2 separate regions of the Mus musculus genome follow, and region 1 is linked to region 2. Evidence: chromatin contacts called from public HiChIP or PLAC-seq data. All regions are on one chromosome and are shown on one strand. The core of a region is the stretch at or near the end of the contact, and the rest is flanking DNA. Distances in the headings are between cores, read along the strand shown. Region 1 overlaps Ergic1 (endoplasmic reticulum-golgi intermediate compartment (ERGIC) 1). Region 2 overlaps Gm34455 (a long non-coding RNA gene).

Region 1 (5,407 bases), core at 290-2,789, 140 kb before region 2:
ACTCCTTACCAGGGTCTGTGGCTCACACTCACCCCTCCCCAGACCCACCTTTCAGGGATGATCTGTCGCTCTGTGCCCAGGAGCCTTTAAACCTCCCATCGCTAAGGGTGAGGATGTTCTTGGTGACAGTCTAATCCCAACCAGCTACAACTGAGACTCAGTTCAGGGGTGCTGGGCGGGATGGCGCCCCCCACTCTTCTCTTGGATAAACTCCTAGTTTCCCCAATTTTGGCTCAGTACAGGGATGTTTTAGGAACCAACTCAAGGTAACCTCCAAGCTCCTGCTTCCTGAAGTGGCCTCTTCTAGTTTGCCACCTAATTCTACAGGGGAATCTTGAGTCTCCCAGTCCATAGGTTTGAAGTTTAATTTTAATGTACTATCACTAATGAGCGTATGTGTGACGTGTGTGAGTACGCACATGGAGGTCAGGGGACAAGTTTGTGGAGTGGAGTAGGTCCCAGGGACCCAACTCAGGCCATCAAGCTTGTATAAGAACAAGCTCTGCCTGCTGAAGCTTCTGTCCCTAACCATCAATAACTTTTACCCAAAAGCTGTGGCTTTCATGACTTGAGGCTTTAAAACATGCCCCGCAGAGACACGGGAGGGATGACGGGGTAGGGTGCCCACGCTGTAGGTGTGCACAGGTCCTGGGCTTAGACTCTGCTCTCCCTTGCCCCTTTTATGAACCTTACAGGTTTTTAGCTTCTTGGTGCCCCAGTTTCCTCCACAAACTTCAAGGGGTTTTATAAAATGTTGAGGCAATCATTGGAAGATGCTAACCTGGGCATATGAGACTAGCATTACAATACCTAGAAAGCACCAAAAGAGATATTATGTTAAAACTGAATCCCATGGGACACCTTCTTTCCCCATTGTCACCAGCCTGGCCAAAGCTTGGGTTGGAAGTCAAGCACACAAACAAACCCACCTCCCTCTAACTCTATGGGGCCAGAAGGAGCACCTCACGTCACTGGCAGCCACAGGCCAGGGCTGCGCCATGACCTCGTTTCCTTGAGTTATGAACATCTTCATGGCAAGAGGGGATCCCCTGGCCCTCTGTGGGAGCAAAGTCATCAGACAGGACCAGTGGCCTCCCGAAAGAGAATGAACCCCTCTTCAGTTTCCCCCTAACCTATATGCTTCCCAGGCAGGGCTGCCTCCATAGAGAAAACCTATATGCTTCCCAGGCAGGGCTGCCTCCATAGAGAAAACCTATATGCTTTCCAGGCAGGGCTGCCTCCATAGAGAAAGGGGCCCAATGGGGGCAAAGCAAACATTTCCAGGCTGTAGTGTTAAGTCTTGGGCCTGCCTGGACCCCTGACAAGTCAGTACCATGGTAAGGAAGCACAAGAAGGGAGGGACATTAGGCTCCCACCAACAGCAACAAGTAGCCAGCGGGCCAGGCTTGAGACTCTTCAGCCCTCTTCCTTCCTCCTGGGACCACAGCATCCAGGAGGTAGGAAGAGGAAGTCCCTGCACAGGGAGGGGTATGATGGGGAACACACTGTACTCTGACAGCCCTGCCCTAGGTAAACAGTGGGCAAAGTCTACTGTCTGGGCTTGCTTGAGTGGCCCAGTCTGCTACACAGCCTTTGCAGGCCCAAGCTCTGACAACAAAGGTCACTTGGGATGTGGCCATGCCTCAGTGCTGAAGGCATGCCTTCACTGGGCTGAGCTGACTAAGGCTTCCTCAAGTGTTACGGGGGAAACACAGAGGCACCAAGAGACACAGTCTGTCAGGTGACAATGTCCACAGGCTTTGGGTTAAGTACTCTTTACCCAGACCATCCCGTTTAATCTTGAGAAAGCACCAGGCCCGTCCTGTGTCCTCCCTCTCCCAGCCTCACTATCTCGATCCACCTCATAATACTGTCCCACTACTCCCCTGTGGTATTGCAATGACATATTAGATGTTCAAGTAAGATGAAGACAGTTTGAAGTAGATAGAGGAAGACTGTGAGTGGTGACATCCAACTGTGTGTGATTCCAGTCCTCAGGAGGACAGCCTGGGCTACGTAGTAAGACCTGGTAAGACTCTGTCACAGAAAGCAAAACTACAAAACCAAAAGGCTGGAGAGAAGAGATGGTTCAGCGGTTAAGAGCACTGGCTGCTCGAGCAGAGAACCCAGGTTCACTTCCCAGTATCCCTTGGAGCCTCCCAACCCTCTGTAACTCCAGTGCTGAGGGATTCGATACCCTCTTTTCTAGACGCTGAAGGCACCATGTATGCACATAGTGTATGCACATACCGTGTATGCACATAGTGTATGCACATACCGTGTATGCACATAGTGTATGCACATACCGTGTATGCACATAGTGTATGCACATACCGTGTATGCACATAGTGCACAGAAATACATGCGGATAAGCATTCATATGCATGAAATAAAAACAAATCTCTTACAGAAAAAAATAAAATGTACATAAGAGGATTATATGTAGCTTTATGTAGATGATATGTATATTTATGCAAATCTCCTATTGTACTGAAATATTGGGACCTCTGAAGTGAGGGTCCCAGAAACGAATTCCCAAAGGTAACTATAGTTAGTTAGAATAACTGCAGTATATTTTGCTTGTGTCCACAGCCAGCAGACACAGAGGCACTGTAGTGAGAGAGCAGCTTTAGGAGCACACAGCCAAAGCCCAAAGCCATAGGACACAGAGAGGATGCTCCCCATGGTCACAGTCACTTGTTGGGGACTGTGGGGGGACTTCTGATGATCCCTACATGGTCTGTTATCATGGAAAGCACCAGAGCTGGAAGTGGAGTTGAAGTCTGATCTACTCTCACTTCTTTGACTCAGAGAGGTTCAGGAACTTGTCAGGGTAACACAGCCAAGTAGTATCCTGATTCTGGGTCTTCTAATGTCTTATTGTTCTCTCCACAGGCCCATGAAACTCCCTGGGTTAAAAGTGTCAGAGCCGGGTGTGGTGGTGCACGCCTTTAATCCCAGCACTTGGGAGGCAGAGGCATTCGGATTTCTGAGTTCGAGGCTAGCCTGGTTTACAAAGTGAGTTCCAGGACAGCCAGGGCTACACAGAGAAACCCTGTCTCAAAAAACCAAAAACCAAAAAAAAAAAAAAAAAAAAAAAAAAAAACCAAACCAGTGTCAGAGTGACAGCAGGGCAGATGCTCCCACATCAGTGACAGGTGGGCAGCTACATCCAGATGTGAGCTAAGACCAGGTGAACCCAGCTTCTCAGAACTCAGGAGCCACCTCACTTGATCACTGTGGGCAAGTACTGCTACTTCATATAACTTCAGTTTCCCCATAAAAAAGGGGCTGTTTGGTGACAAAGGTAATAAGATCCAGCTGCAGCCATGACGCCGGTTTTTAGCTTCCTATTGTCTCATGGCTGAGAAGGAAGCAAAGGAAACCAAGACATTCCAAGAGTAGAAAGAGAAAATTCCAAGGCTGGGCAGAAGAGAAGGGGGTGCCAGGGCCCAGCCCCATGACAGTTCCACAAACTGTAAACACAGCTACAAAGAGGCTTTGAAGCATGAGGTCAGGACCCGACGCAGGAGGGTTACCAGGCTGGGGATGACAACTAATTCTGGAATCAGGGATGGATGACTGTGGTATTAGATGCCAGGAAACCCATGCTGACTCCTGAACGTGGGCCTGAGAAACGAGAGGGGCTTCCAGGAGGACCACCTTGCCCTCTGTGAGGAAGCTACCTGGGTTGTCTGAGCACCTTCCAGCTACAACATCAAAGGACTCATGGAAACCCACTGGCCAAACTCGGGGCCAGTGGTGATGAGTGGGTGATTCTACTCTGCCTGTGAACCTGGGCATCCCAGGCCCGAAGGAATGTGAATGGTATTCACAGAGTGAGGCTCAGTTTGGCTTTGAGCTCAAAGCCCTTTTATGATGTCACATGCTTGGAAATAGAAGCAAGCCGGTTGCAAGGCTTCCATCCCTTCCCAAATCGCCCCCTCTTCTCATCTGGACCCCAGCAAGACAGCTGCCCCAGAGAAAATAACTTACACTTCTGTTGTGATGAATCCAGTGAGCTCCGACAGGAAGAGGAAGAGGATGAAGAGGCAGCAGCAGATGGAGACTGTGGGAAACACAGACAGTGTTAGGGGTGCAGGATGCTCCACACGGGAGGCCAGTCCCCACTGCCCTCCTGCTACCCTGGAGGAAAGCTGCTTAGAGGCACCAGCATACATACAGGGTGAGGGTGCCTCTGCAGAGATCATCAAGGCGCCCTCTTATTCACTGCCTCACTGGGATCCCTTCTTACTTTATGGCCTCAGTGTGATTTCCCCAGAAAGTGGCCACTGGCCCGGCCCCGTGGTCAGACTGGCCTCCTCACACAGGCAATGGGCCCTGCTCAACTCCTCAAGATCTCTTTGATGCAGAGGTTGCCCTGGAAGAGGACTGCATGCTGGTGGGCAAGGTGCTTTGCCTGCTTGAATGCCGTGCACGCTAGAATCCCAGATCCACACTGAACATCTGGGAGATCCTATGTGACCGCCTGACTTCTCTCACTGAACATCTGGGAGATCCCATGTGACCGCCTGACTTCTCTCACTGAACATCTGGGAGATCCCATGTGACCACCTGACTTCTCTCTCACATTAGTGAACCAAAGACTGAACTTGGCACAGCTTGCCACAGGTCTGGCCCTCTCTGTCTGTAGCCAGCGTCCATCTTGGGAGTTGTCAGCTTTACAACAGGGTGAGAGTGGGCTCCCTCACCAGAAACCATACGGCAGTTTGGCCTCTCTTCCCAGGTTACTGACAGGCACGGTCCTGTCCTGCTGCTGGCCAGTGGCAGAGGGCCATTGCTCCTGGTCAGCATGCGGTCTCCATAGGGACAGCCAGCACAGCACCAGGCCGAGCTGAGGTGTGCCACACACTGGAATGGACTTCCATTTCTATTTCTGCTCTTTTGAACTAACAGCAGCATTGCTGTGACACAGGGCTGTAGATAACAGTGGAAAAGCATCTCCATCCATGTCCATCTGTCTGTCTGCCGCCTGTCTAATTTCCTATCTGTCTTCAGGGAAGGAAGGACAATCATTTTTGAGCACCTACTATTTATATGCCCAGGGTGGTACATTAACAAACTACCCCACCATGACACCATGGTGCCAGCCTGATGGTGGCTCTGGGGTAGAAACGCAGGCTGAGCGACAAGGAACTGGGACCCCCCCTATCCTCTATGGTTAAGCCCCTAGAAAGACTCCTGAGAACCTGGGCTGCAAGGGTAAGATGGGATACCCCCAAACTGCCTGATGAGTCTGTAGCTACAGAGATGGGGACTGGAATACTCATAACCTCTGCCCCACGTTGATGAAGCTGTATAGAGATGGCATTTAGAGGCTTTACTTTGGGGAGAAATAGAGAATGTGTGCATATTATAAACAAGAAAAAGTTTCAGCTGGGCATAT
Region 2 (5,646 bases), core at 3,092-5,591:
CTTCTACACTTTTTGAGTTGTTTTGTTTTGTTTTGTTTTGTTTTCTACCTTTCCAAGAGTTCTTCTGGGCACTTCTATGTCATCGGATGTCTGGCTTTCTGGTGTGTGTAAGGATAGCCCAAGTATAGCATGCATAGCTGAACAGAAACAAACCCGTTCCCCCAAGCAGCTGAACAGCCCTCGGCTCCCCCTGCTCCTGGATCGGCACTGAAACCTGAACACAACTGGCTGGCTTAGTCACCCTCTGTGCCTGGCAACACTGGCAACGAAGGCCTCTGTGCCCAAACACACCACAACAGGCCTATGTCACCAGGTTCCTGAGGCAGCCCAGGCATTTGGAGCTAACTTTCCTGAGCAGAGAGGGACTGAGGGAGAGGCAGTGGTGGGCATAGACAAGGGGGCGAGAACAAGAGACAGGCTGGAGACAGGCAGCAACCAGCAACCTGGGGCTTCTGGGGTACAGCGTGAGTCTTGAGAAAAGCTACTTTGCAGGATAGGCTCAAGACTGTTGAAAAATAGAAATACCGTTGGCAAGCCAGAGCCACCACTGGATTGTGAAACTGGCTTCTCGGCGGGCTCCTCCTCGGAGAGGGGGAATTCTCTAATTTCTTTATTTTGGGTTTTATAACAGCTTCAATGAAACAGTCACATGCCACATAATTTGCCCATGTAAAATGCAAGATGTGGTGGCTTTCCATGTGTTCACAGCTGTACTTACCCACCTGTTAGTGATTACTCTGCTTTTCCCACGCCAACCCTGTCCACATCACGCTCCTGGCCTTAGACAGGGGAATCTACCCTCCCTCTCTGCGGCTTGCCTATTTTGGACCTTTCATAGAAATAGACTTAATAATATGTGGTCTTTGGGGGTGGGTTTCCTCTTGTGTCCAAGCTTCATGGTATAGTATGCGTCAGCACTTTCTTGATAAATCATTATTTGTTATTAGTAATAGAATGGTAATACTCTATTACGTGGCTACGCACACACTGTTCCTCTCTGACTGATGCCACCCCTGGGCTCTTTCCACTTGGGCTCTGATGAATCACTCTGCCATGACTGTTCATGTTCAAGTCTTCATGTAGTTTTGTGTTCTCGTTTCCCTTGGTTGTACACCTGTACACCTAGGAGTCAACTTTTAAGTTTCTTTTTAAAAGGAACCCCTCCCCCAGTCAAAATCTGTGCCGTGCTGAGTGGATTGAAACGCCAGCATGGTCATGCTAGAACACGTGACTTTGGTGAAAGCAACGGCTGGGCCTGGAACATGCTAGAAGCTCAGTCAACAGAGGTCCAGATGTTCATTCTGGTGTTCTCAGTGAAAGGTCCAGGGTAGAAATGTCCTGACAGCAAATTTCTCTCCTTCACTCCTTCATTCACCCACAGGTGCGGTAGGCTGCCTCAGGTACTTAGGTGTTGTTTGGGTGTCCTAGACACAGATGGAGAATCCCTAGTCACCCCGCACATCAGGAGCTCAGTTTAGAGGAGAAGTCAGACATGAGACCCTTGTTATAATCCTGAAGGAAGCAATGACATCCTTTCCCCTTACTCTGGGCATTTCCTTCTTGAGATTCCTCATATGTGATGTCTCTCATTCCCAGGACAAGGGTGACAGTAGGGAAAATACTGTCTCTTCAGGGGGACCTTGAACCTTCAAAGCCCATTCTTGGAGTTTCCTCCTCCTCTCTTTTATATATTGAGGACTTCACTCATTTCAGGAATAAAAAGCCCTGTGCCCACTGTCCTTTCTCATTGATCTATTTCCCATAGTCCCATGGTGGTCCTGAGTTCTGTCCAAGTAGAGCTTGGAGCCTAGATTGCAGACATGAACAAAGTTGTTCTATCAACCTTGACCTGGCAGGCAGACCACAGTGCTGTTGGCAACTCAGGGCAGGTATCATGGGCACCAGAGACACCCTAAGGGTCCTGTATGGGAATGCAGCTCTGTGTTAACACACACATGGGGCACACTGCTCATTTACTCCCAGCATGCTCTCTGCTCACAGTTGCAGAGGCATCTTTATCTTTAAAGGGAGTGTTTATATACTCGTCCTGAAATATGTGTTCTTTCTCAAATTGCAACTCTTTGTTTGTTTGTTTGTTTGTTTTTGTTTTTTCGAAACAGGGTTTCTCTGTGTAGCTCTGGCTGTCCTGGAACTCACTTTGTAGACCAGGCTGGCCTCGAACTCAGAAATTCACCTGCCTCTGCCTCCCGAGTGCTGGGATTAAAGGCGTGTGCCACCACACCCGGCAAATTCCAACTCTTTACACAAGGACACACAGAGCTTCCTGGTCTCTCAGGACAGTCCACTGAGAGAATCTGAGGTACCGTATCTTTGGATGAATAGGGACAACTGGGAGCCTTTTCTGTCATTCCGGCTTACTCATGATTTCTTATTTGAATACAGGTGCTTCACACACGTGGGTGATTCTTAGTCACAAGTCATGTTCTGTTCCACCTAGATTACGTGTGCAAATTTATATAAATACTTTTGCTTTTCAATATTAAAACTAAGGTATTTTAAGATCAGGTGTTGGGACACATACCTTTAGTTCTAGCACGAAGGAAGCCGAGGCAGGCAGGACTCTTGAATTCAAGACCACCCTAGTGTACATAGTGAGTTCCTGGACAGCCAGGGTTACATAGTGAGAACTTGTCTCAAGAAAACAACTAGATCCAAATAAATAAACCTGGGTCTTCCTTCCTTGTGATTTGATAGTAGTTCATCTCCAGTGGAGAAAATTTATGAAAATAAATCTAAACACAGCTAGCTTGAGGCAGGAGCTGCTGCACACTGCAGTCTCTCTATCGAATCATCCCTGATGTCTGTTATGTCATGCTTTTCTCTAGGAGATGCGGTTGTCTGTGGATGCATAATGCTGTGGGAAGGGGCTGGGGCTCAATAGGAGGAAGCGGCTCTGGAACACACCTTCTGCCTGGGAGAAGCCTCCCTTACTCTACTGGGCTGTGGTAAAGCCAGTGTCAGGGAGGCTTCTAGAGGATGGGCTGAGCCCAGAACCTGCTTGTTCGTACCCTTGGCCTGGGTACGAACGGAGGAGCAGATGTGTGAGCTCTGGCAGGAGGAAGGTGGGGCTGCCCACCCCTGCACAGGTTCTAAGTCAGGAACTGGATCTGCTATGTCAAGTGACAGTGGGAAATCTGTGTGGCCTGGTTACCTCTGCAGTGACTGTGGTTGGGTTGGGGTGCGAAGCCGCTAATACTTACCTCCTGCCGGCCCTCTTTCCCCAGCATCTCTGAGATGCAAAAGAACTTGCCAGAGTTCAATCATCACCAGGTACTTGAATCTGCCACCCCAGCCTGGGAAGGAGTTTTGCTCCATGAGTAGTGGTGGAATATGTCCCCTTCAACATGGAGAAGGCAGCAATTATGGATGAATCCTGTGAAGATTCTCATGGAGCCTCTATGACAGTTCCCACAGGTGATGCCATTGTCTCCACTATAGGGCGGTAAAAAGGAAGGCTGGGGACAGAGGGTGACCCTTTTCAGGCCTCACGGGATCAAGAGTAGTCAGGACATTCTGTGTGCTGGTATGAAGTATTCTGCCTGGCCCAGTTTCCCAGGCCCCTCCTCATTGTGCTGGCCCCTCCTAATCCAGAGGACATAGAATTCAGAACTGGAGGTAAAATGAGGTTGGGTCTGGATCCTAGGCTCCTTTATCATGTGTGAGTGCATCCATGCGTGCATGCATATGTGGGTGGGTGTGTGCAACATACATGTGTGTGAGCAACTGGCCATATTTGTCACTATGTACAGAAATGAACTTAGTACTTGGTACACAGCAAAAACTTTCAGAGTAAAAAACATTAAAGAAACTGAGTCATTAAAGAAACTGTAATAAGAAGCAACTTAATAAGAGAGAGGCTACTCCAACAGGAGGCTCCTTAGAGGGACATGCATCACTTGTCCCAGAATTCCCTGCTCCAGCCTCACCAGGAACTGCTCTGTTTTCCTAGGACCTGCCCAGGAGCAGGGCTGAGTCTTGCTTCTGGGATCTGGTGCTCTGTGTGTCTGGAGTCCACACTTACCACTTAGTCTTGGCCCCCAAAGCTTCTCCCTTCCATCTTCCTATCAGAGCCTCACTGAGGGCTTCCTTCAGCCCTCAGTCCCAACCCATGAGCCGCCCTCACTCCCTGCTCTCCCCTCCCCACCAGAAGATGCTTGCTACATCCCCACCACTGCCTCGCCCAGCTGGGACCCTGGGCTCTCCAGCCCTCTAACACTCCTTGGCCACTCTCTCAGGCTTCCCTGCCCACCTCTGGGCAGGGTACAGAGGCTCCTGATTCTTGCCCTTCCCAAGTTGCTCCCAGGGCCAGGTACTTCCTCTTCCAGGTCGTTACCCAGAGATCAGTGCGGCCTGCCCCACAGCTTCCTCTTCACCCTAAGTCTCCTCTTTAGCCCCATTTCTCCTTAGTTTCACCTTAGCATGCTTCCTGACACCTGACATAATTTTATAACTTGTTTGTAAAATATGTAAACCAATTATATATAAAGTGTGAGTTACTGCCCTTCCTTATACATTGTAAGCCATGAGAGAAGGAAGGAGGGAGGGAAAGGAAGGGAGTCATGGAAGGAGAAAATCAAGAATGGAAGAAGAGGGGAGGGAGAGAGGGAAATGGAGAGATTTGGCTAGGTGGGAACTGAAGATAGGCCATCCTGGGCTACTGAAGATAGGCCACCCTGGGCTACTGAAGTTAGGCCATCCTGGGCTACTGAAGATAGACCATCCTGAGCTCCAGGCCCTTTGGTTGCCAGAGATGATTTTCTAGGCATTAGGCCATTTGGAGACTTCTATCTGTCTGCCCTTGAGGAATAGAGTCTCTGGGACAGATGTGTGGAGCCTTTTGTGGTCAATGGAGGTCAAAGCCCCTTCCTTCACTGGACAGTTCCCCTGGATCTGCAGTGCTGTTCCCTTCTGAAGGATGCAGAGGGAAGGGTGCTTTCCAGAATGGGCCCTTCTAATGGGTTGTTGGGACAAGACTGCTGAGAACTTGGACCCAGAGGGAAAACAGACCCTCTTCCTGACACAGCCTTTGAGGCATGGGATTGCCAGGAACAGGACCCTGGCCTTGTTCTGACAACCCTTTCCTGTCATCAGGCACTCTAGTCTCCTGTGGGGACAGAGAATGAAGGCAGGCTGTTCCTAGCAGGGATGAGGAGCACCTGTCTGTCCCATGGATTCAGGGCCTGTTTGATTCACTCAATGCAGCTCACAGGGGACAGAACCCGAGGTCCTTGGTCCCCAGGCTCCTAGCTGAGGTAGCCCTTACTGCCATAGACAGCCTGGGTACCTAACCCTGCTCCCTGCTCCTGCTCCCCACCACTGCTCCTCACCACTGTGTGTTCCTTCCTTGGTGCCAGTTCTCACAGTATAGTCCACACCACCACCAAGGGCCGTACTCAAGCCCAACTGATTCAGGAGCTCTAAAGTGAGCCTGGTGTTCTGTGTTCAATCTTGGGTATTCTCAATACTTCCGGGATGAAGTTGGAGGGTCCTGACAGGCTTTGTGGGCCTTCCCCTTTGGCCCTGTGTGTTGTGAGCTATCAGCCAGTTTCCCCATCAGACACAGCTGTGATGCATGCCTTGGGTCTGTTGTCTAGCACTCCTCCAGGCAAGCAGCCAGGGCAGATG

What was found. HiChIP or PLAC-seq counts read pairs in DNA pulled down with a chosen protein or histone mark.
Region 1: a contact with region 2 is called in an H3K27ac HiChIP or PLAC-seq map of the HPC-7 cell line, with 7 times the contacts expected there. The contact joins two enhancer-like sites. A contact is called at or near these places in 12 of 39 promoter capture datasets (the C10 cell line, the HPC-7 cell line, cranial neural crest and 7 more), 1 of 15 datasets of contacts at CTCF or cohesin (the NIH/3T3 cell line), 6 of 484 Hi-C or Micro-C datasets (bone marrow-derived macrophages, embryonic fibroblasts, fetal liver and 3 more), 9 of 115 datasets of contacts at active chromatin or transcription factors (the HPC-7 cell line, T-cell acute lymphoblastic leukemia, double positive thymocytes and 4 more) and 3 of 9 other capture datasets (adipose tissue, liver and pancreatic islet).

Annotation. Positions count from the first base shown.
Region 1 is chr17:26,613,018-26,618,424 of GRCm38.p6, reverse strand. It overlaps Ergic1 (endoplasmic reticulum-golgi intermediate compartment (ERGIC) 1), which reads right to left. Exons shown (of 10, transcript NM_026170.3): 3 at 3,997-4,069. Among named protein-coding and RNA genes, the nearest start is that of Gm41553, 26 kb to the left of the region's middle. Within about 2 kb of position 1,539, at least 58 of the 459 cell types and tissues checked have an H3K27ac peak or open chromatin away from gene starts, as enhancers often do. A contact at or near this core is called in the HPC-7 cell line, where this site is marked.
Region 2 is chr17:26,479,841-26,485,486 of GRCm38.p6, reverse strand. The region is part of intron 1 of Gm34455 (a long non-coding RNA gene); the gene reads left to right. Among named protein-coding and RNA genes, the nearest start is that of Gm34455, 22 kb to the left of the region's middle. Within about 2 kb of position 4,341, at least 13 of the 459 cell types and tissues checked have an H3K27ac peak or open chromatin away from gene starts, as enhancers often do. A contact at or near this core is called in the HPC-7 cell line, where this site is marked.